2 separate regions of the Muntiacus reevesi genome follow, and region 1 is linked to region 2. A link is a contact called in public Hi-C data. All regions are on one chromosome and are shown on one strand. The core of a region is the stretch at or near the end of the contact, and the rest is flanking DNA. Distances in the headings are between cores, read along the strand shown. Region 1 holds the start of CDYL (chromodomain Y like). Region 2 holds the start of RPP40 (ribonuclease P/MRP subunit p40).

Region 1 (7,107 bases), core at 1,966-4,465, 130 kb before region 2:
GGATGTGATTGCACTTTTATTCTCAATTCACCGAGAAAGTACTTTCACAGCACCCACACACGTGGTCATGGTAACTACTGCAAAACTTCACTTTTTGATAAAAGGTGGTATAAATTCAAAGCCATTACATGATCTTGGACATATTTGCTTCTGTTATGAGCACCGCTAAGATGTTTATATTTAAAAAGTGAGGGGAGAGAGTAGAATTTGCTTGAAAGTAAGACAGATTGAACTAAGGAGGTGAAATACATAAAGAAAACCGTATTAAACAAACCAGGGGTGTTTTAGGTGAATGAGGGGAACAAAGTGGACAGCTGGCCTCAATTTCTCAGTCACTAGTTGGGTACTTCAGTACAGGTCTCCTCTGCTTTGTTCTTAAATTAAGATGGAAACCAGCTAATCACGGGAGGAGAGAGAGAGATGAGCTTAGGGGAATGGCTTGGTTACTCCTGGTTTGTTACCGAGGTGACTTCTACCTAGTGGTTACTCTTAATATTTATGCTGGTCACAGCAGCATAAATAACCCAGGTCATCAGGATTGAAGGTCCGTATACATCGGATTTTGGAGTTACTTTTTTTTTTTTTTTAATGCTGTAATCCCCTCTTCCTTCTTAATATTTATGCTGGTCACAGCAGCATAAATAACCCAGGTCATCAGGATTGAAGGTCCGTATACCTCGGATTTTGGAGTTACCTTTTTTTTTTAATGCTGTAATCCCCTCTTCCTTTTTCCCCCCAGTGAGCGAAGTCTCCTTGTGTTAGGGTTGCTGTGTGTCAAATGAACTAGCTCCAAATCTGAGAATAGTAGTTGTGGATGTCTTCACAGCCTCCTGTCTTCCTCCCCTCTCCTCGGTAACAGTGGGGGCTTTATATTTATTTCGGTCTGTGACTGTATAGAGGTTTCTAGTTAAGATGTGTGTGTTCATTTTATACTGAGGGTCCCTCTTTTTTTTTTTTTTTTTTTGGGTCCCTCTTTTTTGTTCGTGTATTTATTGGGCTTGTGTGACTCTGAACCACCTCCCGCAAGTCTTTGAGCACCAGCATAGGTGGGCGACCACCGTTTTGAGACTTGGAGGCTACAGGGTGCTAGTCCTTGCCTTCAAGGAGCTTACAACTATGGTTGATGAATTTGTGTGCCAGAGAGGCGATAAGCAGATGTAGCAAATAATACGTTCAGTGAAAGGCAAAGAGGAGCTCGTGTTTGGGAGGGAGAGAGAATTGCCTGGACGGGTTGAGAAGGTGGGAACTTTGCGATGCTGTTGTCAAGATGTAAGATAATGGAATCAGAATTGTATTAGGTGTCAGGGGTTTGCTGTGGACGCCGGGATTCCAATTCACAGAATAAAAACCCTGCTTTGTAGGTATAGTGTGGGGGCTGGAGAGTCAAACTTGAAGATGCGATCTGTAAGAAGGTCCTAGTCTAGAAACCGGGGTGGGAGGGAAGAGTGGACAAAACAGAGTCCGCAAAGGTGAGCTCCGAGTGGCTGCGGTGACTCATTCGGTCCTGGAAGTCAGGAGGCTTTGCTTTTGGGGTGACGTCGGAGCAGGAGTTCACGGTTGAATGGGGGGGCATTCCAGGCAGAGGGGGTTGCAGGCGGCGTGGAGACAATGGTGATTCGACTTGAAGTGACTTAAGGGCAGGCGCTGCGCTCGTTTGTGGGCGTGGGGACGCTGGAATTCCAATTCACCGGGGTGGGGGGAGCTTCTTTTGTAGGTAGAGGACGGTGTGGCAGGAAGGCCAGCGGGGTCCGTGAGAAGCCTTTTGGTCATTAAACTGCGTACGGGGCACCATCGAATGGGGTTTGAAGAAGGAAACTGGTGGGAGGAGCCTTGTTTTTCGGAGGTCGGTTTCTAGTTCCCTGGAGCCGGGGGCACCGGGATCGGGGCGGCCGGGGAAGATGCCCCGGGGACGGCGAGGGCTGGGTTTGATGGGGCCACGTGAAGCGGCCTGTCCGCAGGGCCCCGCGAGGTCCCCTTCTCCTCGCAAGGAGGCTGCCGGCGGCCGGCTGTTTGGGGCAGTCGAGCCACGCAGCTCCTTCCTCGTTTCGCAGCGATGGGGTGACGTCCAGGGTCCCGGCAGGTGTGCCCAGGGGGCCGGCCTACGACGCCCCTCTCCCGCGGCGAGTGCAGGGGGAGCTTGCCCATCGCCGGTCACCGAGCTGTCCCCGCCCCGCCCAGGAGAACCACGACTGACAGCCCCGTTCCCTGGGAACCCAGACTTTTCCCCGGAGCCCGGCCCCTCCTCCCAGCTCCTGTTCGGGGGAGGCGGGCGCTCAAGAGGAACAGGGAGGCCCGGCGCGGGGGAAGCTGCGGGCCGGGCGCAGGCGGCCGCGCCCTCGCGCCGCCCCGGCCCCCGCCCCCCGGCCTGCCGCCGAGCGGGTGCGCGCTCCGGCTCCGGGACTTGGCAGCGGCCGCGGGGGAGGCGGGCACGTGGCTGGGCGGGGGCTCCACCTGGCCACGCCGCCAGCCCTCGGCGGGCTGGCCCGGCCCGGACGGGCTCCGCGCGCCACTGCCGTCGGGGTGGCGGGCTACGGGCGCCGGGCGGCGAGGCCCCGAGCCCAACCTCTGGCCCGCCGGTGCCCGCCCCCGTGCGCGCCGCCGCCCTCTGCCCCCAACGTCGAGGCGGGCGCGCGGCCCGGTCCGACCTCTGGAGATCCCCGGGGCGAGCAGGCCCCGCCCCTCAGGCCACGCCCGCCATCAGGCCACGCCCCTGCGCCCCGCGGCAACGCCCCCCACGTCGAGGCGGGCGCGCGGCCCGGCCCGACCTCCGGAGGTCCCTGGGGCGAGCTCGCCCCGCCCTCGCCCCGCCCCCGCGCGCCGCGACCACGCCCCCCACGTCGAGGCGGGCGCTCGACCCGGCCAGACCTCCGGAGGGCCCTGGGGCGAGTAGGCCCCGCCCCCGCGCGCCGCGGCCACGCCCCCCACGTCGAGGCGGGCGCGCGGCCCGGCCCGACCTCCGGAGGGCCCTGGGGCGAGCAAGCCCCACCCCCGCCCGCGGCCCCGCCCCCGAGTCAGACCCCGCCCCTTCCTGCCCGCCTTGCCGGCCGCCGGGCCCCAGCGCGGCCCGCCACTCCCCGCGCCGCCCCGGCCGCCGGCCGCCCCGCCCCGTCCCCCCCCGCCCCCCCGCGCGGGCGGCCCGAAAACCCGGAGCGTGGCTCGGCCGAGCCGGGCGGCCGCACTGGGCATGCTCAGTAGCCGGGGCAGGTTTTTCGGCCGCAAGTAGGAAGCTTTCTGCACTACCGCGGAGAGGGGGAGCCGCGGAGCCCGCGCGCCGCCGTGCACCGCCGCCGCGCCCGCCCCAGCCCGGCCCGGCCCCGCGGCGGCGCGATGAGCCCGAGCCCCAGCCGGCCCGCCGCGGAGTGAGCGCGGCGCGGAGGGCGCGTTGCGCAGCTGCTCCTGCGCACCGACCCGGCCGGCGGCCCGCAGCGGCAGGAGTGAGCGCCCACCCGCCCGGCGCCTCGCGGAGCAGGAAGCGCAGGCCACGCAGGGACCCGACTGGAACAAAGTGTGGGCCGCCGGCGGCGCGGCGCCTCGCCGGCCCTGCCCCGCGCCGCGCGCCCCGCCGCCCGCCATGGCCTCCGAGGAGCTGTACGAGGTAGCTCCCCTCCCCCGGCCCCCGCCCCGGTCGCGGGTTGCTGGACGGAAGCGCGCGCGCCCGAGTTTGCGGGCCGGAGCGCGGACGGGGCCGGAGTGCCGGCGGCGGGGCGCGGGGGCGCGGGGCGGAGCGCTGCGGGGCGGGGGGGCTTTCGCCTGCGGGGTTGGGGGGCGGGGGGTGCGGGGACGAGTGCGACTGTCTCCCGACTCTGTCGCCGGCCCGAGCGCTGCCCGACACCGCGCCGAGAGGGCCGAGCGTTGACCGCATGCTCTAATTAGGTTTGGCATTGTGGCCGGAGCCAGGAAATTTAAACCTAACGCGGATCCAACCGTCATTCATTTTTGCGCCGCGGCGGTGCGAGCTTCGAGAAGGGGGCCCCCGTCGGAACCGCGAGTTCTGGGCCACGGGTTTGCCAGCGTCGACTTGGAGCGGTGCGGTTGTCGGCTTGGATCTCCAGGCGTGTCTTGTGCGCCCCGATGTAACTTCTTGACGCGTTGCAAAGTCGACTTCCTGGGGAGTGCCGACGCTTGGAGAGCACTCTGTGCTTTCGGGTGCGTGTTTGTAAATACAGCTTCGTAAGAGACTGCACTTGTGGCTACTCGGTGGGGTCACCTCCGGTGCGTTTAGGGACCTGGGTGTTTAGGGACGTAGGGAAGCGTCTGTAACGCGTAGAGCCCCTCTGGCCCCCCGCGATCCCTTAATAAGAACCGGCCGAGCCTTCCGAGGTGTCCTCTCCTGCCGCTGCGTTACCGCCCTTGGCACAGCGTGCGGCTGTGGGGTGCCATCCGTGGTGGCCTTCTAGCAACTTTTTGTGCGAAAGTTCCCAGGAGGAGGCTGCCTTCCGTAGAATCCGTGGTCTGCCCGACATTGTACGTGGTCAGTGTACCTTAGCTGGCACTGAAGGTGTGCCATTCTGCTCAAGTTCTTTACACATTGGCTGTCCCCTCGTGTATTCAAGATAACTAACTGTCTTGGGTCATTTGGGTGTGCGTGCCTACTCAGTCGTGTCCCACTTTTTGCGACCCCTTGGACAGGAGCCAGACCAGGCTCCTCAGTCCATGGGATTCTCCAGGCCAGAATAGTGGAGTGGGTGGCCATTTCCTCAATCTCCAGGGGACCTTCCCAACCTAGGAACTGAACTAGAGTCTCCTGCACTCCCAGGAGGAGTCTTTACCCCGAGCCACTTGGGAAGCCCCATTTAGGGTACTAAAGGGGAAAAAAGAAAAAAGTCTCCTGTTCTCAAGCTTTCATTCTTTCTAAGAAAGAAAGTGGTGTTTGGGAAAGACCAGGAATTAGAGGCTGAGACATACAGTTGGGAAAGTACATAGCACAAGGACAGGAGGGATTTTGGTTTCTACATTAGACTGTTGGTGAAGATTTTAGGCCTGAGTGTTCACGCTTTCTTCATTTGTGAGGTTATAAATATGCAGTCGGGTCCCTTGTCCCCTTAGTGTTTGGGTGAGGGTAGCACCTTGTACGTGAGTTGTATCTCGTGTCACAAATTATTCTGAAGACAGCACTTTGAGCACTAGTGCATTATGAACCAGGTTTAGTTCTTCGCTTATTCTGTATCTTCAGGTTTTCTGCTCTGGTGGCAGCGTTCATTTATAAGTCACCTTCTGTGCAGAGCTTGCGTTCATAGAGCATGTCGTTGAATGCCTGCCCCGTGGAGGTTCCATGGGGAGCCAGGGAGGGATGGGGATGGGGATGGTTTGTACCTCCCAAGAGCTTCTCTCGGGAGAACGAAGAACATCGCAGAGGAACAACCCACCTGCACAGCGGAGCTGGTCATTCGGAGTTCTGATTTTAGGGAAAAGTGTTGCAGGGGGTCCAGTTGAGGTGACAGTCGATCCTGTGGTCAGCGTCTTTCCAAGTGAGTTTTCTCACTTCTCCTTTACTTGTAGGCAGCACCGTGTCTATATTAGGATTGCAAGTTTATCTGAAAGTCCTGCGTAGCGATTGAGAGCCTGGATTTGGAGTCAGAAAACCTAGTTTTTGACATCACCTTGAGCAAATTAACCTTGAAAGCTCAGTGTCCTCATCTGTAAAATTGGAATCAAAGCTTCCCTCATAGAGATGTGAAGTTTAAATGAAAAAAAAACATGTAAAGCAGACCCACGGTTTCCAGAGAGAGCGCTCAGAAGAAGATGGTTGTTATTGTGTTTTAACTGATCTAAGGTGCCTCTCTGAGGTCTGGTTTTGTTTCCAAAGGTATAGAGTTGTCCTGGTTTAATCAAGGCGATATTCCTTGTGAGGCAGTTGTGTGAAGTAAACACTGCATCTGCCTGGCTGCTTGTCAGGTGGGGAGGGGAATGGAGTGGGAAGCGCCAGGCTACGTTAGTAACCAGTTCCTAGGGCACCAGTTGCCTGGTCTTGTCCAGTTCTGCTTAAATCGAAGTAGAAGTTTCTTGTTTGGGCTCCCCCTCCACAATTCCACAGGGATATGTTGGCAAAGAAGTTCAGAGTCTTGCATTTTGAAGTAACTTGGGGTGGTAAGAACAAGGCCTCTTGAACTTGGGTGAGTTCCTTAACTTTTGTTTTCTCACCTGAAAAGAAATGAGATCTCTGATGCTTAGCACGGTTTCTGGTCTGAAGTGATAGGTCCTTGGTCAGTGGTGAAGGGGTGATGGTAGCTGTGCCTCGGGAATACAAAAGAGAGAGAGCCTAGAAAGATGGAAGCAGCATCAGCCTTTCTGAGCATTGAAGAGCTGTTGTTGGTTGAGGGACAGATCTATTTACCTCCTGCGTCTCCAGCAGCTAGGATCAGGGGAGACAGATTTTTCTACATTTACCCATCCTACGGTGTTTATAGTGTACATAAGAACTTAAGTGTCCTTTAGGTCAGGGATCCACACACTTTCAGAGAAGGCAGTGGTGCCCCCTCCAGTCCTCCTGCCTGGAAAATCCCATGGACGGAGGAGCCTGGTGGGCTGCAGTCCATGGGGTCTCTGAGAGTCGGACACCACTGAGCCACTCACTGTCACTTTTCACTTTAATGTGTTGGAGAAGGAAATGGCAACCCACTCCAGTGTTCTTGCCTGGAGAACCCCAGGGACAGCAGAGCCTGATGGACTGTCGTCTGTGGCTTTGCACAGACTGAAGCGACTTAGCAGCCGCAGCCACACACTTTGCTTCGAGGACCACAGTTGTTAATACTGGAGACCTTGCAGGCCGGGGCTGGTTGTTACCACCGCTCAGCCCTGGTGCTGTTGCTCAGAAGCATCCACAGGCCAGGCTCCAGGAAAGCTTTTCCTGGGTGGTAGAACTCAAATTTCATATAATTTTTACATGTTGTGTAATTGTCTTCCTTTTAAAAAAAAAGAATCACTTGGAAATGTGAAAAAAAATATAATCTTAGCCTATGGATTCTACAAAACAGGCAGTGGGCTCGATCAGTCCTGTGGGTCTTAGTTTGCTGACCTCAGTTTTCGATGGTTAGCTGTTCTGGAGGCGAGGTTTGCACGGGGCTGGGGAGCATGGAGCGTGGGGCGTGGAGCAGTTAAAGGGCTTCT
Region 2 (7,172 bases), core at 2,963-5,462:
TGATGGAGAGAGCCCATACTTACTGAATCTCATGGTCTTCCTGCCAGAATACTGAGACGGACGACCCTGAAGTCCAGTTTCTTCATAAGTGTCTTTATCCAGTGATAAAATTAATTTCCCTATAAATCAAATAATAATTCCCATAAAGAGACATTAAACATATGTGTTCTCATGTTTTTGGTGTTAAAAAATAAAATAAAAATATAACACATTCTCTAAGAGAAAGCAAGGCAAATTAAGCAGTTAAATACCAGTGCACATAAAGATCTTTTTATAATACAAGTATATTATTTATCCATATATATCTTACTTATAAACAAGAGTATCATTTACAATTACATGCACAAACACAGTATTTATTACAGTGAAACTAGAAATTATCTAACTTTTTATTAAAGAAAGAATAAACAAATTACGGTACACTCCTCTGGGATATTTTCAAGACATTAAACATAGTAAATTAAAGCTGTATGCACTGATATGGAAAGATGTCTAGGATATAGAGCTTCGGGAAAAAAGAAAATTGAGAAACAATAGAATGTGACATAATATATGTCTTTTTTTTAAAAAAAGAACAACCTGTATGTGTGATTTTAAATTCATAGAACGTGTCTAGAAGAATAAACACCTACCTGCTAATAAGAGTGACTGCTAAGAATGGGAATGAGTCTGGGAGGAGCTGGATGAAAGGGTGGACCGTCACTTTACTCACACCTGTATGATTTGACTTTTTCTTTTTTACAGTTTGCATTTCCTTAAGAACGAAGGAAAAATGAGTATGCTTACCATTTGGCAGCAGGGCAACAGTATTATCCTCATCAATATTTGTGTTGTATGTCAGCGCATAGCACGAACCTGAAAGACAGCCCAGAGGAGAAATTAAGGGAAAAAAAAACACACCTGCAAGAAGTCAGTGGATGAGTTTGACATGATAACCAATCTTCCGGGTTACGGGTCCCGCTCACTCAGTAACCCTAAACCGGCCATGGTGAAGGTGGAAGACAAGGCCAGGCCCAGCTCGTCCACATCCCCACCCATGGCCTGTCTGTGCAAGCCGACTACCACCGCGTGGCGAACGCGCGCACCTCTGCGGACGCTGCAGAGAGGCGCAGAGTGGAAGAGCAGGTGAGGGCACACACCAGCGAGGCCGAGTTCCGGGTGAGGACTCAAACCTGCCAAGAACTCATGTGAAGTCAAGAGAGCGGCGCGATCTCCCTGAGCCTCAATTTCCTCACCTGTAAAATGGGGCTGAAGGCCCATTTCACAGCGTTGTTGCTGGGGTTACATCGAGTCACCCATGGAAAAGTGCCTGCCATGCCCAGGGCCTACATCATTAGCAATTAGAGCATCGAACTGTTTTTTTTTTTGGCTGCACCACATAGTTTGTGTCATCCTAGTTCCCCGACCAAGGACTGAATCCAGGCCTTGGGCAGTGAAAGCCTGGAGTCCTAACCACTGGACCGCCAGGGAATTCCTCAGTATCTAGTTTCAAAACTGACGAAAGGAATCAAGTCGGTGAGACCAAAGACAAGAGGCCAGCGGCTCCTGTGCAGTGATGCCTGCAGTGAGGACAGATCCTTAAAGACACTGGAATGGTTTCAAACGAGTGGCTCCCAGGAGGTAACTGGAACAAACCAGTCAACCCAGCAGACACAGGTGGACTGAGGGCCGCAGGGTCCAAGCAGAAGACGCGGGGCCCCCGTCAGCACCTGGCCCTGCAGAAGGCAGCGTGGCCGCACCAGGAGACCCTTGTGCTGAGACGGCTGTTGTGGGCGCTGCATGGAGCACAGTGGTCCCTTGCAGCCACGCCCGACGGCACTGCATCTGAACACAGTGCAGCAAAGCTTCTCCTCTCCACGAGCCGTGTGTGACAAAACCCCCACGGGATGCGTGTGGACCCGTAAATCAGAAACCCAACCTGAGGGCGCACGGAGCAGGCTGAGCTGCTGAGGGGCGGAGGGCGGGCTGCACACGCCTGACCTCGCAGACGAGCTCCATCAGTCTGATTCGAACAAGGCAGGAGCCCTGGATCTGCGATGTGACCTCCCTGACCTTCCGCATCCCACCACGTTCACAGACACTACACGGTTTTTCTTACCTTTCTTGACAAAAGTATTGATGAATTCATGTGTGATTAACTCATAAAGAGGTAAAGCCTTCACAAAGTAATAGGGTCCAAATTCCATGACCAGATCTTTCAGTTCTTTTGATAGCATCCCACATTCAGGAATCAGAAAGGAAACCTATTGGAATATACAATATAAAAAACTTATTTTTTTTATTAATAATAGAAACATGGTTGACTTACATTATTATACTAGTTCCATGTGTACAGCATGTAATTCAGTATTTTTGCAGATTATACTCCACTATAGGTTTAAACAACTTTTATTTTCATGCAGATCAACACCCAGGATTTAGTGACAACACAACATAATTAAGGCTATTAACCATTCCTCCACAGCTCTCAACAAAACTCTGAAATTAATTTACTAATCTCAGGAAAAGAGAAATCCAACAATTCAAGTTTTCCATTTCTGAATTCAAGTGTACAGTATAGGAAAATTGAATGAAAAAAATAATTTTAATGGGAAACTCTTGCTTGAGTTTTATCTTTTGAAAATAAACAATATATTTGATATCCTGTTCCTGTCACTACATTAACTAATTTTTAGGGAAACAGTACGAATGATGGCTTCCCTGGAGTCTCAGTGGTAAAGAATCTGACTGCCAATGCAAGAGACGTGGGTTCAGTCCCTGGTTCAGGAAGATCCCCTGGAAAAGTACATGGCAACCCACTCCGGTATTCTTGCCTGGAAAATCCCATGGACAGAAGGAGCCTGATGGGCTATAGTGCATGGGGTCACAGAGTCAGACACGACTTAGGGACTCAACTGCAAGTACAAGTGAATATCCCCAGATCTGTGTATCCTGGTACTAGGCTGGAATCAGAGGAACTGTCCCTTAGGGTGTAAGGAATTTAGGGACACTGGGTGTTCCCACTGTCCTGACAGAAAAGCTCTGCACGTGGGCCGGGGCGGACACTGTGCACCTCCCAGACGTCTGTCTGTGATGAGCTCTCCACCCAGAGGAGAGACGTTCAACCTGACAGGTTTCAAGCGGTGCCCGGCTACTCCACACCTTGAAAAAGGCCACTCTCCCAAAGCGGGGACACCAGTGTCCCCAAAGGACTGGGGTCGCCACTTGTGTCTGAGACACTGGCCAGTGAGGCCTGAGTTGAGATTAGGCTGATCAACTTAAAAGTGTGAGACGCTTCACGGACTTCCATTTTAAGGTCTAGTCTGGAGTCCTCCCCACTTGCACGGGTCGGTGAAGCCTTCCCAGCAGACAGCGCCCGGGAATCGGGGGTGTCTCCTCCTCTCAGCAGGTCCAGTAACTAACCCCACTGACGCCTCAGCGCGAAAAGGGCCCCGGGGCGGGCGACGCTTCCAGGAAACAGCAGCAAACATCGCTGTGGGCAAGGCCACCGAGGCGAATTTCTGCCAAAAGGTGCCCAAATGTCGCCCTGGCGCTCTGGCTGGACAAGGCGGAAGGCAGCGGACAGAAGGAAGACCTCAGGGATCAAACCAACGCCCGTAAGCGATTCAGAGGAGCAAGCAGCTCCCGTGCGGGACCGGGCTCGACGCTCCGGGGAGACACGCGGGTGCGTGGCTGGCGCAGGAAGCCAGCGGCGGGGAAGCAGCGCGGCCGCCCCGCCCATCCTGGCCCCCCCGCCCATCCTGGCCCCGCCCATCTCCCGGGCCCGCCCCCATGACGCAGCACGCCTGGGGCGGGGCCAGACAGAGACCCCCATGAACCCTGCCCCGCCCTCCGACGTCGGGGCACCGCCCCCGCACCGGTGCACCCTGGGGCTTGTGGTCCTGAAGCGAGTCAACACACGAGCCTGGAGCCACGGAGACTACAGCTCCCAGCATGCCGAGCGAGGGCCCCGCCCCGCCGCGCGACGAAGGCGGGCCCCCGGAGCAGAGCCCGGCTCTCCCTCAGCCTCCGGCGCCCGCGGGAGGGAGGGTGCGCGATTCGCGGACCCAGGGCCAGGACTCACCCTGTAATTGTGATAGTGCGTCTCCACGAGATGCCGGTGGCGCGACTTGTCATGGCCGAAGTTGGACTTCTCGCAGACCAGCAGGTGCCGGGGCACCTCTCGCAGCCGGCGCAGCGTGGCCATCCTCTCCCCGCGCCTCCCGGCTCGGCTCGCCCCGCCCCTTTCCTCGCCCCGCCCCGCCCCTTTCCTCGCCCCGCCCCGCCCCTTTCCTCGCCCCGCCCCCTTCCCGCGGGCGTGCGCAGTGAACGCAGGGCGCACGTGCGGAGGCGGCCCGGGTAGGGGCGGGGCTAGCGCCGGGGGCGGGGCTAGGCCTCCGGAACCTCAGCCGAAGCTCTCTGATGGGTACTGGAGAGGCGCGCTGCCGGGAGTGAGTTCTATGGCCAGACTCCCTCCTCTGGGCCCCAGGTTGCCCTTTTCCAAACTGTCAAGGAGGTTTCTGTTTGATACTTTCAATGGGACTCCTTCAGAACCACTTTTAAGATCCTTTTACAAATGTCCTTTTGGGGAATGCTCTAGCCATCCAGGGTTTGTATTCGGTCTTACAGTGCTGGAGCCAGGCTTCAGTCCCTGGTTGGGGAAATGCAGATCCCACAAGCCGGCGCAACCAAAAAAAAAAAAACAAAAGAAAAAAAGAAAAGAAAGGAAAATAGCCTTTTGGAACCGCTTTTAATAGTTTGTTGCTATTGGAAGTTATAGTGACAATTCGTTTTTCCATCTAATCTTTCTGACCAAGTACTGTCCTACTACGCACTTCTCAAACTGGAGTCTGCACAGCCCAATTCTATGCAGAGAGGATGCAAAACAACAGAATATTTGTGGCACAACTTTCTGGAGCATCACTTTTACTATAAGATTTGGAAGAATAGAAGTTAAATAATTTAGAAGATGCATGGATGCGTGTGTACTCAGTCGTGTCCAACTCTCTTGCGACCCCATGGACTGTAGCCCGCCAGGCTCCTCTGTCCGTGGGATTTCCCAGTCAAGAATACTGGAGTGGGTAGCCATTGCCTTCTCCAGGGGATCTTCCTGACCCAGAGATTGAACCCACATCTCTTGAATTGTAGGCGGATTCTTTACCACTAAGACAATTTAGAAGATAAGTATGTGTAAGTCTGGGCTTCCCAAGTGGTGCTCGTGGGAAAGAATCCTCCTAGCAATGCAGGAGACATGAGAGAGGAGGGTTCTATCCCCTAAAGGAGGAAATGGCAACCCACGCCAGTCACATGTGTAAATCTAATCTAAAACTAAGACAGACTGGACAGTTTTTCATCATTACTCCTATGCCTCAAATGTCATATTTTCTCTGCAAATATTCTAAGGGACACCAGTTTTCTATTATTTTAAATAGGAAGAATGACAAAGGAATAGCAAGTTGATCAAAAAACTACCGATTTCCTAAATCACAAGGCACTTAGATACAACTTAAAAATACCGTATTAGAATGTAAGATGCTTAAGGCATTGCTTCATGGGCACCACACATTTCAGTAGCAGTGGCCTCTCTTAGACCTGCAATGTCAGAGGTGGACCTCTCCTTGGCTGGTACTCCAAAGCTCTGCGAAGTGACTGTTGCGATTCTGACGGTCTACCAGTAACGTGTGAAAGCAACAGGAAGCTCTTCTAACAAGCCATTTAGGTTAAAATGTTGTATTAACTTTTGAAGGCTCCCTGTAACTTCTGTACGTGTAAACTTCAGCTTTTCTCTACAATACTTCATCAAAATGGCTCTGTAGCCCCTCCCCAGTGTCTCCAGCCTACAACACCGTCGGCCGCCTTCCCCTCTCTCTGCTCACTGCCAGTCCCAGCCTCCCGACCGTCTTGCCCTGCTAGAGTCAGCATCCAGGCTGACCTCTTGAATATATGAACAACATGACATTGTGTCCAGGGCCCAGCACCTACACCTGTCTGCACCACACACCGATTAACAGTAGAGACGCTTCTTTATGACTTGCTGGGTTCTGGGCACATAGTAAATACGTGTGAATGACTCTCCAACCACTTACTGCCCCTGGAGGACAAGGGGCATACTCTATTCACATCTCCAGCTCTCGCACCATTCAAGCACATGGTAGCTGCCCCATAAATACGGTTGTTTAACAAATACTTCTTACCCATATTTCCATACCCAGATCCTAACCTTCCATCAGGAGTCAAAACATTAAAGACTTGTATAAATGAACTTGCACTCGAATAGAGGACTGGCCCGGGGAGGGGCTGGTCCAGTTTAAGGTGGGTTTGCAGTGGACAGCAGGTGGTCAGCCCGAAGGGCTCGCTCCCCGTCTGCTCTCCAGCCTGTGAGGAGGGCAGAGGAGCCACCGCCCTCCCGTTGGGCCTGGATCAGGCTCCCCCTGAAGCTGGGGCTCTGGCCCTTGTGGGCTCAGGCCTGGAGGGCACAGCGCCTCAGGCTGAACGGGCCTCCGTCCAGGCTCAGCGATTCCAGCACTCTGGACAGCTCCGTTTTCCTCCAGGTGTCGGGGGTAGAGTCTGGGATCAGGACCCTGTCCCGCGTGTGCAGAGAAGGACTCAGGGCCTGCAGACAAGCTGACTCACAAGGAGCTCTGAAGAGTGCTGCCCACCGTGGCTGGCGGTCTCATCTCTCCCACGACTGGACTGTCGAGAGACACGGGATCACCAACCAGAGGCCACAACCTGAGCCTTGGAGGCTGCAGAGCCCGAGGTTTAGGGCCTAAGCTCACGGGCAGAGGAAGGATGCAGTTGTGGGTGGGAGGGCTGAGGGCGGGGGCTTCACGTGGGCGATGCAGCCCTCTGGCTGGGCTGTCCTGCGGCCCAGAAGCCCAGCTGGTCATCACTTGGTCAGGTTCAGGCCATCAGTGAGTCCGGGACTGCGCCCACGTGCAGCCCACGCACAGCACTGACGCAGCCTGCCGGTCCTCATGGTTGGGGGGTGTCTCCTTTGGTTTCTGTTTGTCTGAGAAAGTATATGTCCCTTCACTTTTGAAGGATAATTTCACTGGATTCTAAGTTGAAGAGATTTTCCAATTTTGCTTACATGATTTGTGAGACATCAGATTAAATTTTATCCCTGTCCCTCTAGGGGGAAGGTGTTTATTTTCTCTGCTTTCTTCAAGCTTTTCTTTGTCCCTGATTTT

The links. Hi-C and Micro-C count contacts between places; a contact is called where the count stands out from the background.
Region 1: a contact with region 2 is called in a Hi-C map of muscle, with 8 times the contacts expected there. The contact joins the promoter of CDYL here to the promoter of RPP40 in region 2. A contact is called at or near these places in 2 of 3 Hi-C or Micro-C datasets (blood and muscle).

The regions. Positions count from the first base shown.
Region 1 is chr20:49,799,575-49,806,681 of mMunRee1.1, reverse strand. CDYL (chromodomain Y like) reads left to right here and starts at 3,215. Exons shown (of 7, transcript XM_065912856.1): 1 at 3,215-3,595. The coding sequence starts at 3,572.
Region 2 is chr20:49,670,667-49,677,838 of mMunRee1.1, reverse strand. RPP40 (ribonuclease P/MRP subunit p40) reads right to left here and starts at 4,212. Exons shown (of 8, transcript XM_065912869.1): 1 at 4,064-4,212; 2 at 2,099-2,243; 3 at 787-855; 4 at 24-119. The coding sequence starts at 4,186.